Linked DNA regions of Mus musculus: regions 2 and 3 are each linked to region 1. A link is a contact called in public HiChIP or PLAC-seq data. All regions are on one chromosome and are shown on one strand. Each heading gives the region's core, a stretch centred on a gene start, on an enhancer-like site or on the middle of the called end of the contact. The rest is flanking DNA. Distances are from core to core; before and after follow the strand shown.

Region 1 (4,638 bases), core at 1,310-3,809:
CATTGTCAATCAGGGTTCATATTATTTAAGATGTCAGTGAATCTTTAGATTTTACAGGACCCTTCCGAGGCCTTTATTGTATAGTCTGTATACATTACTGTATATTCAGGAGGTTGGATTATTTATCTTAAAGAGGATGTCTCTAGTTTATAGATGCATCGAGACTCACAGAACTGGTATCTGTCTTCCATGTGGGATCTCTACCTTTTAGGGAATTGCTAGAAGTCTCAGATTTGAGGCTGGTGATGTAGTTTGATTGGTGAAGTCTTGCCTGATGTGCAAGAGGTTCTGGGTTGGGTCCCCAGCACCAAGAAACCAGATGTGGAGGCCCACAGTGGTGAGCCCAAAGTCTGGAGGGGGAGGTGGCAGAAACAGAAGCTCTGTAGCTTCAGAGTAAGTGTGAGGTGATCCTGAGATGGAAGAGATCCTGTCTCAGATCCCAGATGTTCTCTATGGTTTTTATTAGGTTTGGATAGGGGTTGGAAGGGAAGGCAGACACTTGTCCTCAATCTTCCATTTTGGTATGACAACCCCTGCCCCTTTCACTTTCTGTGGTGGTTTGAATATGCTTGGCCCAGGGAGTGGCACTATTAGGATGTTTGGCCTTGTTGGAGTAGGTGTGTCACTGTGGGCGTGGGCTTTAAGACCCTTTTTCTAGCTTCCTGGAAGACAGTATTCTACTAGCAGCCTTCAGATGAAGATGTAGAACTTTCAGCTCCTCTTGCACCATGCCTGCCTGGATGCTGCCATGCTCCTACTTTGATGATAATGGACTGAACCTCTGAACCTGTAAGCCAGCCCTAATTAAGTGTTGTCCTTATAAGAGTTGCCTTGGTCATGGTGTCTGTTCACAGCAGTAAAACCCTAACTAAGACACTTCTAATCTACCTGCTGTGCCTATTATCCTTTCAATTCTCCCGAGGTCACACTACTATTAAGTTAAATACCTATTTGCATTAATATTTATAATTTAACGATAATATAAATAAGTTAATAATATCTAACTCATGCTACCGAGGTTTTCACCTTATTTGCCTCTAATTTGCATTCAGTGTAGCCCACAATTTATTCCATCTTTCTCAAAAGAGTTTTACTTATCAAATTTCCAGACAGGTCTATGTAGCTCAGGCTGGCTTCAAACTCTAAATCCTCCTGCCTCAGATTCCAGAGTGCCCTGCCCAGTTTAACTATTCCTTCTTAGAGCAACTCCTCTTTTCTATGTTGGTCCCTATTTTTCTCTTACCATTTGGGATGCATTTTCCCAGTGTACCCTGCAGAGAGAACATCTTGTGTGTTGTATGGATGCATCACTTGTCAATTAAAAAAAAAAAAAACAAAACCTTATGGCCTATAGGAGAGACATCTGGTAGAGAGAAAGGATTCTGGGAGAGAGCCAGGCACAGAGAGATTGGCCCCAGAACATGAAGGAGGATAGATGCACTGAACTTGGGCAGAGGTAACTAGCCATGTGGCAAAACTTAGATGGGAATAAATGGGTTATTAAGTTGTTATCTAATTGGGGAACCAGCTGAGGCTATCTGGCCAACGTATTTGTTTATATATTTTAGGCTATCTGGCCAAGGTATTTGTTTATATATTTTGAGTCTCATAGTCATTATTTCGGGAGCTTGGGGCCAGGAGGAAAAACACTCATGAAAAACTGGTTTTCTTATTGACCCAAAATTTGTATATTGGTATTTCTTTACAACACTGACTAGATAGGGATGATATGATAATAATGATGAAGAGAGTAGCCCCTAACTTAGATTGGAGGCCCCTACCAGTCATAAAGAGGCAAACCACAGAGAGTTCCAAGGTTGACTCCCTGGCATGGATTAAGCATCACCCTTGGGGTTTGGGGCAATTCTTTTGTGACAGAAGTAGGAGAGGGAAAACTGAAGTTGATTTTGTACTTGAACAAAAAATGCAAAAGTTCTAAACCAAATGCCAATAAACCGGATCCAGAAACATATCAAAAAGATAATAGATTGTGACCAGGATATATTTATCTCTTGTTTGTTTGTTTGTTTGTTTGTTTGTTTTTGAGACAGAGTTTCTCTGTATAGCCTTGGCTGTCCTGGAACTCACTCTGTAGACCAGGCTGGCCTCGAACTCAGAAATTCGCCTGCCTCTGCCTCCCAAGTGCTGGGATTAAAGATGTGTGTCACCACAGCCCGGCTAGGATATGTTTATCTCAAAAAAAAAAAAAAACCCAAAAACTGAGTTTCTCTTAATATTATAAAGCCCGTATTCTTTGCTATGTTAACAGGAATGATGCTGGAAGAAATCGATGATCTCCATAGGAGAAAAAAACCTTTAAATTCTCTCTTACTATTTTTTTTTTAAACTTAGGCTTGGACAATGATTCAGCAGATGAAGTGCTTTCTGTGTAAGTAGGAGAGACAGAGTCTAGCTCTCCAACAATGATGTGGTGGGTGGAGAGAACCCACTCCTGCTGTTCGTCCTCTGACCTTCCTGTGCACACTGAGACACATACTGAAAAGATCAGCATAGGGACTTTGGGCAGGTCATGAAACACTCACCCCTTGGGAAGGGAGAGGCTAATTAGCATTTCTCAGACCGCTGGGTGGGAGCAGACCTGCAGGTGGGGGCACATTCCCCAGGGCTGATCATTGCTCACTTTCAGACAATTTCCTTGTCACCTCATTCCCTAGAGACCAATCAGTTTAAAGGGCTCACTGTTCTGCCAATAGTATTGTGCCTAGTTGCTGATGCTCTGTTCTGCCCCTGGAAACCATATAAAAACTCACTGAACAGGTGCTGGGGGTCGCCACCTCTCTTTTGGGTCTAGGACGACCCCAGTGCACTGGAACAATAAACACTTCTTGCTTTTTGCATCGATCCCGGCTCCTGTGGTTCACTCACCTGGTCCCTGGTAAGCCAAGGCTCCCCGAGTCTTAAAATACCACACATGTGTGTGCATGTATGTGTGCACACATATGAGGGAAGAATACAAGCCAGGGTCAATGAAGCACACCTGCAACCCCAAACACTGTAGGAGGCTGGAAGTCAGAAGGCAGATTCCCAGAGGCTCTCTGGCTAGCCAGTTTAGGCAAGACAGTGAGTTCCAGGTCTGTCAGGACATCCTCCTTGTTTCAAAGAATAATGTGGAGAGCAGCTGAAGAAACAACTCTCTCCTCTACATGAGCATTCATGGATGAATATCCCTGCACACACACACACACTCATACACACATACTCAAACACACACACATGCACACACATAAACACACACACACACACACACACACACACACACACACACACTCTACATTGCTCTCTTACCCATACACCCAAATTAAGTTTTCTTCTCTTTTTTAAACACAAGCTCTAGTCCCCGTGCTGGCCTGAAACTCCTGCCTTTACCTCAAAAGCACTGGGATTATAGGCATGTGCCATGATGCCTGACTGGATTTTTAAATAAGAAACTTCCTAGAGGAGAGGATGTTTAACAAAATCCCACATAATGTTAAAGGGTAGAAATCGATCTTGTTAAGGTCAGAAATAAGATCAGGACCAGTGGGAACTGCAAAGCCTAAAACCAAACACAAACAAAACAAATTTGCTACAGGACGCCTTAGGAAATAGAAAAATCCACCATGTTTGTGGCTATTAACACCCATTATTATTAAACAAATAAATAAAAAATTTAATATGATCAACTAAATAATATGCGGCAGAGCTTCATACCCACTCCATTAGTTAAACTGGTAATGCCAATATTGGCCATGATACAGAGTCACCAAAACCCTTGCATTATCTCCGTGAGACCAAAAGTCAGAACAATTCTTTGGGAAGACAATTTGCTACTTTTATGAGGTTGATGTTATACAGACACTGCCTCTAATCTCATCCCTACCCACATTAAAAAAAGAAGTGAAAACACGTTCACCAGGCTATATTGGAAGTATATACCATTATAAATGTAGGGGGAAACACTGAAGAAGATCAGTCATGGGGGGCCGGGGGGAGCAACAGTGTAGCCATGTGCTGATATACCACACAGCGTGAAAAAGACTGAACAGGGACTTGGCTTAAGGAAGCTAAGTCATGGAGTGAAAGAATATAGACATTCTAATTCCAGTCACCTCACGTTTTTACATGACAGACTGACTAATACACTTAATCTTTAAAAGAAAGAACCTTATACTTAAACATTGGGTATGGGGGTGTTCGGGTGCCATGGTGTGCACGTTGCGGCTGGAGGACAACCTGCGTGGGCTCTGCAGATCAAGGTCAGGTTGTCAGCCTTAGTGGCAAGCATCTTCACCTGCAGAGAGCCATCTCCCTGGCCCTTACCTTTTTTTTTTTTTTTAAACTTTTACATCATTGACAAAATTAGAGACATACGCAATGCTGAGCACCGCCAATCATCAGCGAGGTGCCAGCAGCTTGTTAGAAGAGTGTCTGGCCTCATCTTAAGTCCTGGGTGTAGCCTATGACATTGCTTGCCTGTTCAGGTCCCCAGTAGCTCTCAACGCTGCTAGCCCACAAGCCGCTCTGCCTGCCTCAGAAGCCATCTAAAGCTGCCTTGCTCTCTGTTACTTCAAAACCATGTCTGCCTCACCCCTCAGGTTCTGGCTACATCTACTCTTTCAGTGCTGAATCCTAAGCAGT
Region 2 (4,638 bases), core at 1,395-3,894, 240 kb after region 1:
CCCTCCCTCCCTCCCTCCCTCCCTCCCTCCCTTCTTCCATCCCTCCCTCCAAGTGCTCAGCTTTTGAGGTAGCCAAGGCATTTTAAAAATAAATAAATGTGTATGTGCCTTTCATTCGACGATTCAAAGATAGCTCCTGGGGGGTGTGCGTGAGTGATCCTCTGGGAATACCAAGCAGTGGAGTAAACTGCTGCGACTGGGAGATACTGGCAGGCTGTAACACACAAAGGACTTATGTTCTCATAGTAGAGAGAGGGGGGGTCGGTCATTGCTTCAGACCTTGCTTCAGACTCAGGTGGTCTTCTGATAGCAGAATCAACCTGTACCTTCTGTGATGGTCATTACAGTGTCTAGCCCATCCCTACAGCAAGTGTGTGAGCTCCTCAGGGGAGGGGGCAGTCTTGTTCACCATTGGATGCCCTTTTGGAACAGGTGGGTCTTGTGAATAGCAGATGCTCAATAAAAGTACCTACCACAACACCGCACACATGGTATGTTGATGCAAACACAGTAAAAAAATTCTCCCTCAGAGGACTAGGGAAGAAGCCACTTCACCGTGTCGTCTATTCTAACTCTATTTTGGGTTCTGCCAGCAGCTGCTTTGGTGACTGGTCTCTGAGAGGCCCATCTCCCCCAATATGACAGGAGGATTTCCATCTTCTGGGCTACACACTGCTCACATGCTTGCTACAGGTGCAGATTATACCGACGACAACTTGTCCAGTGCAGATCTTGTGTGCTTGTCAGAAAGTGTGTGCTTTTTCGTGGTGGGGGTTAGTTTTTATAGCTGGTTTCAGAAAAGATGAAAGCAAAGTGACATAGTACTATACCTGCTTAACAAGGAATTGGAGGAAGGATTTTTTTTCTTTTCATTGCTCAAGTGAAGAAGACCTCAGAACTCTAGATACTCGTGACAGTTGAAGCCCCTGAGAGAAATGAGGAGTATAAAGAAGGTATTTCCTTATGGTCAGTTCCAACTGAGGTGACAGAATTTCAGGCTGCCAAATTTCTGTGAGAAGAACATGGAACCGACACAGAGTGATTTTAGCCAGATGATGCACAACACGATCGTAGTGTTTCAGGGAATGTGTCTTGGAAAACTTTGAACATTTCTTTTTTTTTTCTTCGAATTATTTAATTGATGAATTAGTTTAATGATTTTAAGAGTATATATCAAACTTTAATAACTCAAAGCACAATATTTTATTTATTAAAACACTGCATAATGAACTTCAGTGTTATACTAGTAAGCATTTTCCTACTAATATTTTGACTAAAACATACAATACAACCTTCGCAAAAACAGAAAACAGTTCTTTAGAACTAAGTGGTTGAACAGTCCAGGCTTCCTGGCCAAGTCAAAGATGGAGAAGTCAGGAGACAAAGCCGTTTACCTGACAGTTACACCGTATTTACCCTCTTCACCGAGTGCAGGTTAAAATCCTTATTCACAGTAAATGAAGACAGCAGGGTTGCCTCACTTGCCTCTCTCCCAACACAAAAATGATTTAGGAGGAGTCGGCTTTTCAATGCATTTTATTTGTTACTGTAACATTCATTTATCTATTTTTTTAACCCTCAAGCATAAACACAAACAATGTTCTTCTGTGAACCCAATGTTCCCACAGTCGTGGGTACTGACAGATAAACAAAGATCATTTTCTGGTGTTCTTGCTCTTCTATGCATACGTATCACACACACACCACAGAGGTAGGAAAGGCCATTTTTAACAAATTATTTTAATTGTAGAGAATTTCCCAAAACTAAACAGACAAATTAATAAAGCATGCCTTTGATGAGTCTCAAAGGCACACAGCATCCTCTCTCTCTCAAGGATGAATCCCCTGCAGTGTTTAGTCTTTGTCCAGTAACTTGATGGCAAGGTTGTCCAGGGTCAGCAACCACACCAGGAGCGCCTGGGCCACCTCTCATTTGCCGATTCTTTGGACCACCCAGTCCTGCTGGCACAGAGGGCAGCGATTATTCTGTTTCACCCACAGGGACATGCAACAGTTGTGGAAGGAATGGTTACACTCTCCCCAGACCACGACACAGTCCTTTTGCTTGTTTTCAGCTTGACATCGAAGACAGGCATCCATCACCTGGACCCTGCAGGTGGCACAGGTATCGCACTCAACGTCCCAGCTCCACATGGCTACCGCGTTCCACTTCTTGAGGGAGAACATCTTGTTGCCTCCCGACTTGGAGCCTGAGCTGGAGTGCGAAGAAAGGACGCAGGGTTCCTCGCCGTCCTCCACGTCGGCCATGACGGCGGCGCAGATCGGCGACGCGGACGTTGGGCGCAGAGGCAGGAGGTCTGAACATTTCTGTACAAGGTTATTTAATTTTTTTTTTTTTTTTTTTTTTTTTTTTTTTTTTTTAAAGACAGGGATCCTCTGTGTAGCCCTGGCTGTCCTGGAACTCACACTGTAGACCAGGGTGGTCTTGAACTCAAAGAGATCCACCTGGCTTCACGAGTGCTGGGACTAAAGGTGTGCACCGCCACGCACAGCAAGATGATTTAGTTTTTAAAAACAATTTTATGTGTATGAGTGTTTTGCCTGCGCATACGTATGTGCACTCTGTGCACGCCTGGTGCCCCTGGAGGTCAGAAGAGGGACTGCGATCTTCTGGGATTGGAGTTACAAATGGTTGTGAGCCACTGTGTGAGAGCTGGGAATGGAACCCAGGTTCTCTGCAAGAGTAATGAGTTCTCTTAACCACTGAGCCAACTCTCCAGCACCAAGATGATTTTAAAAAAGTATTTAAACATTTATTTTATTACTATTTTTTTTCAAGACAGGGTTCCTCCTGGTACCTCTGGCTGTCCTGGAATTCACTCTGTAGACTAGGTTGACCTTGAACTCAAGAGATCCTCTTTCCCCTGCCTCCTAAGTGCTGGGACTAAAGGTGTGCACCACACACCTTTTATGTGTCTTGTAAGTGTTGTCTGCACAGCAGTCATGCAGTGCCGGTGCTCACCAGAAGAGGGCATCAGATCCCCTGGAACTGGAGTTAACAAATGATTGCTGTCATGCTTATGGTGTGAGTTGAACCCTGGGTTCTCTGGAAGAGCAGCCAGTGGTCTTAACTGCTGAGTCATCTCTCTAGTTCCAGCCAAGACGAGAGAGAGAGAGAGAGAGAGAGAGAGAGAGAGAGAGAGAGAGAGAGAGAGAGAGAGAGAGAGAGAAAGAGAGAGAAAGAGAGAGAGAGTTTTTTCACTACAAAATACACACAGAGCCCCCCAAATAAAATTTCAGGTCATCTTTCCTCCAATAGCCACAAGATGGTGGCATTGGACTACCAGTAGCAGAAGGGTCTGCCCAGAAAGCCTTTGGTCTCATCTGCGAAACTGCAAAATGTCCAGATGGGAAGGTTGCTGAGCTGCCTTTCTATCTCTGCTGCGGGGTCCACTGAGGATCTTGTCCACAACAGGCATTTCATGAATAAAGCCTAGGGCCACGAAGAATCTGAAGCAATCTCTAATGATTCTGCAGATTGCTTGGGTCCACGCTCACGTCATTGCTGTTTGGGAGAGGAAAGAACTCTTCTGTTCAGAGGTGTGTGTGTGTGTGTGTGTGTGTGTGTGTTCAGCAGTCTGAGCCAGTTGTTATCTGTGGCCCAAGGTAGGATGAGGGTGGGCGTCTACATACACACCTTAGTGTGTGAAACAATGGGGTGAAGGGGGAGACTATTTCTGCAGCAGACGAACCTCTAAACAACTGCTGGACAAGTTTTCACTGTGCCTTTTCCTTCCCCACAGTAAGAACTGTAAGTCTGGTTTTCTGAGAGCTGGTCCGGTTCTGTAGCCCTGGTTGGCTTCAAACTCATCGAAATCGTTTGGCCCTGTTTTTCTTATGGCTGGTATCACAGGAGTGGACTCTTGTGACTGGTGATGTGTCTGTTTTGCGGACTCTGTTTACTGCTATGTCACTAGTGTCACTAGTGTATAAAAAGTTGTTGCACGCCGATCGCCCTTTCCCACTGGTCATGGTATTCCCAGGCATGCTTTTAGAGAATGAGTTCAGAAAAAACCTGCTGTGGAAAATATTATTTGGGGGTTTCTACCCCACCTTAGATTGTTTAGTTCCCAAGTAAAAATCACGAGAGAGAGAGAGAGAGAGAGAGAGAGAGAGAGAGAGTGCACACACACACACACACACACACACACACACACGCCTCAAAACTTTAGAACTGGGCAGATATCAGCCCTCTATGCTACCTTGTCTACTTCGTAGTAAATAACCGGAGATATCATTTGCCACGTTCTGCCTGGGTTGCTCTTATCCAACAGGCCAGCCCTCCTGATCTACCTAACCCTATGACCACTCCTTTCTTTTCCCCTTCCTCTGCTCCCTGGTCTCTCCCCAACCCAAAGCCCAGGAACCTCCCTCCACCACCATCTCTTTTACTCAGCCCAGGCTGTAGGCATCTTAATTAACCAATCAGGGATAACTTGGGCAACAAGGTTTAGATAGCAGTAGCCTGTGTCCGGAGGATCTGCTCATCTCAGAGCAAGCAGATAGAGGTACAGAATTCAGCATCTGAAAACAAGCAGCACCAGACCAACCCGACAGGAACCGTTTCCAGCTGACTCGCTTCCTAGCCCCATTTCTGCCGCTTCCTTGAATCTCCTT
Region 3 (4,638 bases), core at 770-3,269, 180 kb after region 1:
CAGCATCATATCTGCCTGGATGCTGCCATGCTCCCACCATGATTATAATGGGCTGAACCTCTGAACCTGTAAGCCAGCCCCAATTAAATATTTGCCTTTATAAGAGTTGCCTTGGTCATGGTGTCTCTTCCCAGCAATGAAACCCTAACTAAGACAGGCTTAAAGTTTTGAATTATTTCAAAATCGATATTCAGTGAACATATACTAGTATTCTTACAAAACATGATCTCATCATTGTATGGTTCTCACTGTGTCCACAATGCCCAAGAGAAAAACAAAAAGCAATGATTTTTTTGGGCGGGGGGGTCGGGTTATTTATTTATTTATTTATTTTCCGAGACAGGATTTCTCTGTATAGCCCTGGCTGTCCTGGAACTCACTCTGTAGGCCAGGCTGGCCTTGAATGCAGAAATCTGCCTGCCTCTGCCTCCCAAGTGCTGGGATTAAAGGTATGCACCACCACTGCCTGGTTTAACAATAATATTTAATTAAATGTTTTGAGGTCCACTTATCTTGGATATTAAATACCTGGAGAGTCTACCTGGTGGCACTTGCTGGTAATCCTAGGACAGAGAGTTAGAGACCAGCCTAGGTACCCTAGCAAGTTCAAGACCACCTGGACTATAGAGATACCACATACATTCTGGGCTTGACTTATCTGGTATCCCTAGTCCATAGCAGAGAGCCTGGCCCTTCAACAGGTGGACAACAAACATTCTGATGATGTGTACTTCTTACACCTGGTGTATGTTGTAGTAGTAATATATTGTTTAAAGATTTATTTATTCTATGAAGTACACTGTAGCTGTTGTCAGGCACACCAGAAGAGGACGTCAGATCTGAACTCAGGACCTTCAGAAGAGCAGTCGTGCTGTTAAATACTGAGCCATCTCTCCAGCCTCGTTGCTGGGATTTTTTTTTTTTTTAAGACAGGATTTTTCTGTGTAGCCCTGGCTGTCCTAGAACTCACTCTGTAGACCAGGCTGGCCTCGAACTCAGAAATCCGCCTGCCTCTGCCTCCCAAGAGCTGGGATTAAAGGTGTGCGCCCCCCCCCCCCCCCCCAGCGGTTACTGGGATTTTGAACTCAGTCAGGACCTTTGGAAGAGCAGTCAGTGCTCTTAACCGCTGAGCCATCTTTCCAGCCCAATAGTAATATTTTTAATAAATCCTGGCGCGAGGTCCTTCCCACCTTAGACCATTTATGTTCCCAGATGAAAGACACACACACCGCCTTTATATTTTAATATGCCTTAAATAACACAATAGCCGGGCAACTGCCTAACTCTGAGTTACTACTTCTAATCTCTATGCTCCATCTTCGCTGCTCCTAATTCCAATTAGTCAGCCCTCTGGGCCACGTTTTCTTGGCCCGGAACCCAAGGCTCGCCTTGCTTCCCTACCCCATGGCTGCTCTTGTCTCTGTTCTGCACACTCCTGAGGCAGAGCGAGTCTCTCTTCTTCCCTCCTGCTTCCTCCAGGTCCCAAGCCCAGGAACCTTAAATCCTGCCTCTTCCTCTCTTCTCCCCAGCTATTGGCTGCTGGCATCTTTATTTACCAATCAGAATTAACTGGGGCAGTTTCCCAGAAGCTAGGAGTTACCCTCTCAAGTCAACTAACTTAGGGGACCCAAATTAGCATTAGAATACTAACGGCTACAGTACCAGTCAGTCCCAGAAAGATCCTGAACAAGGGAGACTAATGGAGAAGTGTGTGTGTCAAAACTTAAAACAGCTTTAACCAGCAAAACAATGGAAGGCTCAGCTGGCTTTGCCTTGCCTGGGATAGGAATACAGATCCAGCACACCTTTAACAAAATTTGGATTTTCAGTTTTCCTACTCACCAGTATAGCCTCAGGACAAAAGGAGGAGGAGACAAAGGGGCTCCTGCCCTACCCTCATTCATTCATTCATTCATTCATTCATTCACTCACTTATTCCCTTTCAGACCAAAGAGAGCTAGATGTGGAAGACACATCGTCACAGAGCCAATCATAAGGAGACCCAGGGCGCTACCGAGGGGCCGCGCACAGCACACCTCCCTTCACCACGCACCTCGAAACCTGGGGTGTAGAGTCTTGCTGCGGGAGGTGAAGAACTGTTTGATTCATGAGCAGCCACTGTAAAGACAGAAGGATGGACTCTCTGGATATGACGTGGCATGTAGTGATTTCCAACTTCAGCTCTTCATTAAAATCTGAAGCCCTGTTTCAGAAGGCTTAGAGGTTCTAGGGATGGGGTCTCCCGGGCTCACTATTTCAAGTGGCTTCACCGATTTCAGTGGAAGGCGAAGGATGCTTTTGGAAGTGGTTGGGATACCCACCTGTTGTTTTCCTGGCAAATGCTCATTGCCTTAAGAGAACTGTCGTACTCTGTTTTATCTGCCAAAGCGGTTTAAATCGCGAGTCCTCAAGGACATGGCGGGACAGTAGGTCAAACTGATGTTTGGAGTGTTTAGTACACAGAGGCTTGTGAAGGTTTCAGATTTCTTTGTTAATTGATACCACCCCCCCCACCCCCCACCCCCCCCACCCCCCTCCCGCCGCCGAACACTAACTCTGTAGGAACTAAGAAAGTGCTACCCAGCTGTGAGAGGCCACTGAACTGGCCCGTGCGCTTCCTGAAAACAGTGTTTGATGCCAAGGGATCCAAGGCCTCCTCATGGACACTGGTACCCATGAGGACGCTCCTAACTTCTTGACAACAATTTCTTTAACCTCAGTATTAGGTAATTTCAACTCTGAAAACTGCTTCCCTTAACTGCAATCAGAGTGGACTTTCTTGATTTTTGGTCAGAGTCTTGCTATGTTTCTCAGTCTGTTTTGGAACTTGCTGGGTAGCTGCGGGCTGACCTGAAACTTGTGACCCTTCTGTCTCAGCCTCCTGGGTGCTTAGAGTTTTGGCACGTATTACCATGTCTAAGCGAAAGTTATTTTTTAACACTGTGTGTGTGTTGGCGTGTTAACTTACAGACCATTCCATTAGACTCCTCTCAGGGACCTAGCAACAACTTAAGTCATCTGCGGCTGCTAGGTTATGGGCTGCCTATAAATGGACTGCCTACCACCCCAGCCCTTTCAGTTTCCCCGTTTTCTCTCTCTGTGTCTTTCTCTGTTCCCGGCATTCTCTCTTGACCTCTTCTTTCCTTCTCTGCCCTCATGGCTCTCTGTCTGCTTCCTGTCTGTCTGCCTGCCTGTCTACATGTCCACTTGTCTGCCTCTTCCCGTCTTCCCAGACCCTCACTCCTTTCCCTTCCCCCAGTAAACCCCCTTTATACCTGATCTGTTGCATGATGTAATTACTCAGGGGCCACACCTTGGCATGGGCCTTGCCATGTACCCCTTTGCCAAATTATATTTCATACATACACACACACACACACACACACACACACACACGATATTGGAGATAGGGTCTTATAGAATCAGCTAGCCTGGAATTCTGGAATTCACCAATGCTGGAACTAAAGGCATGTGCCAGCTCTGCCCTGTTCTCCAGCTCTTATTGATTGACTCAGGGCATTGCACATGCGAGGGAACTTCTCTACCACTGTGTTGGCCCTCTGCCCGTAGCACTTGACAGTTTTGTTTGTTCCCATACTGGGGACTGAACCAGTATGTTAGGAACACCCTACTGAGCTATATCCTCTGCCTTCATATCTGTCTCAATCAGTGCTCTATTGCTGTGAAGAGACACTGTGGTGGTTTGTATAGGCTTGGCCCAGGGAATGGCCTTGTTGGTGTAGGTGTAGCCTTGTTGGAGGAAGTGTGTCACTGTGGGGGTGGGCTTTGAGACCCTCCCCCTAGTTGCCTAGAAGGCAGTCTTTTCCTGGCTGCTTTCAGATCAAGATGTAGAACTCTTGGCTCCTCCAGCACCAAGTCTGCCTGGATGCTGCCATGCTTCCCACCATGATGATAACGGACTGAACCTCTAAACCTGTAAGCCAGCCCCAATTAAATGTTGTCCTTTATAAGAGTTGCCTTGGTCACAGTATGTCTTCTCAGCAATGGAAACCCTAACTAAGACAGGCTTAAAGTTTTGAATTATTTCAAAATCGATATTCAGTGAACATATACTAGTATTCTTACAGACACCATGGCCACAGCAGCTCTTATAAAGGAAAGCATTTAACTGGGGCTGGCGTACACCTCAGAGGTTTGGTCTATTGTCATCACAGTGGGAAAAGCACGGGGGTAAGCAGGCAGACATGGAGCTGGAGGAAGAACGGAGAGTCCTACATCTGGATCTATAGGCAGCCGAGAGAGGGAGAGAGACAGACAGACACTGGCCCTAGCTTGAGCATTGCCCACCCCCAGTGGCACACTTCCTCCAACAAGGCCACATCTCGTAATTTCACTCCCTAAGCATTAAATATATAAACCTATAAGGGCCATTCCTATTCAAACCACCACAGTATCTTTATTTCATTCATTCATTCATTCATTTTTGTTTTTGTTTTTGTAAAACTCTGTGTATATATATGTGTGGGAGGGGGAGGGTATGGAACAGATGTGGAAGTCAAGGATAGTTTGTGGGGATTGGTTCTCTCCTTTATTTTGTGGGTCTCAGGGATTAAACTCAAGTCCTCAGCCTTAACAGCCAGCTCCTTTACCTACAAACACACCCCCTAGAACTAGTTT

Evidence for each region. HiChIP or PLAC-seq counts read pairs in DNA pulled down with a chosen protein or histone mark.
Region 2: an H3K27ac HiChIP or PLAC-seq map of embryonic stem cells shows a contact between it and region 1, with 5 read pairs. The contact joins two enhancer-like sites. A contact is called at or near these places in 1 of 39 promoter capture datasets (pre-B cells), 1 of 484 Hi-C or Micro-C datasets (embryonic stem cells), 2 of 115 datasets of contacts at active chromatin or transcription factors (embryonic stem cells and memory CD8 T cells) and 2 of 9 other capture datasets (adipose tissue and liver).
Region 3: an H3K27ac HiChIP or PLAC-seq map of embryonic stem cells shows a contact between it and region 1, with 5 read pairs. The contact joins two enhancer-like sites. A contact is called at or near these places in 1 of 39 promoter capture datasets (neutrophils), 1 of 484 Hi-C or Micro-C datasets (nephron progenitors) and 5 of 115 datasets of contacts at active chromatin or transcription factors (bone marrow-derived macrophages and embryonic stem cells).

What each region holds. Positions count from the first base shown.
Region 1 is chr10:63,180,017-63,184,654 of GRCm38.p6, forward strand. The region is part of intron 2 of Mypn (myopalladin); the gene reads right to left. Among named protein-coding and RNA genes, the nearest start is that of Mypn, 22 kb to the right of the region's middle. Within about 2 kb of position 2,560, at least 6 of the 459 cell types and tissues checked have an H3K27ac peak or open chromatin away from gene starts, as enhancers often do. A contact at or near this core is called in embryonic stem cells, where this site is marked.
Region 2 is chr10:63,419,472-63,424,109 of GRCm38.p6, forward strand. It overlaps the pseudogene Gm7075. Among named protein-coding and RNA genes, the nearest start is that of n-TStga3, 7.8 kb to the right of the region's middle. Within about 2 kb of position 2,645, at least 8 of the 459 cell types and tissues checked have an H3K27ac peak or open chromatin away from gene starts, as enhancers often do. A contact at or near this core is called in embryonic stem cells, where this site is marked.
Region 3 is chr10:63,364,677-63,369,314 of GRCm38.p6, forward strand. No RefSeq gene overlaps it. Among named protein-coding and RNA genes, the nearest start is that of Dnajc12, 20 kb to the right of the region's middle. Within about 2 kb of position 2,020, at least 14 of the 459 cell types and tissues checked have an H3K27ac peak or open chromatin away from gene starts, as enhancers often do. A contact at or near this core is called in embryonic stem cells, where this site is marked.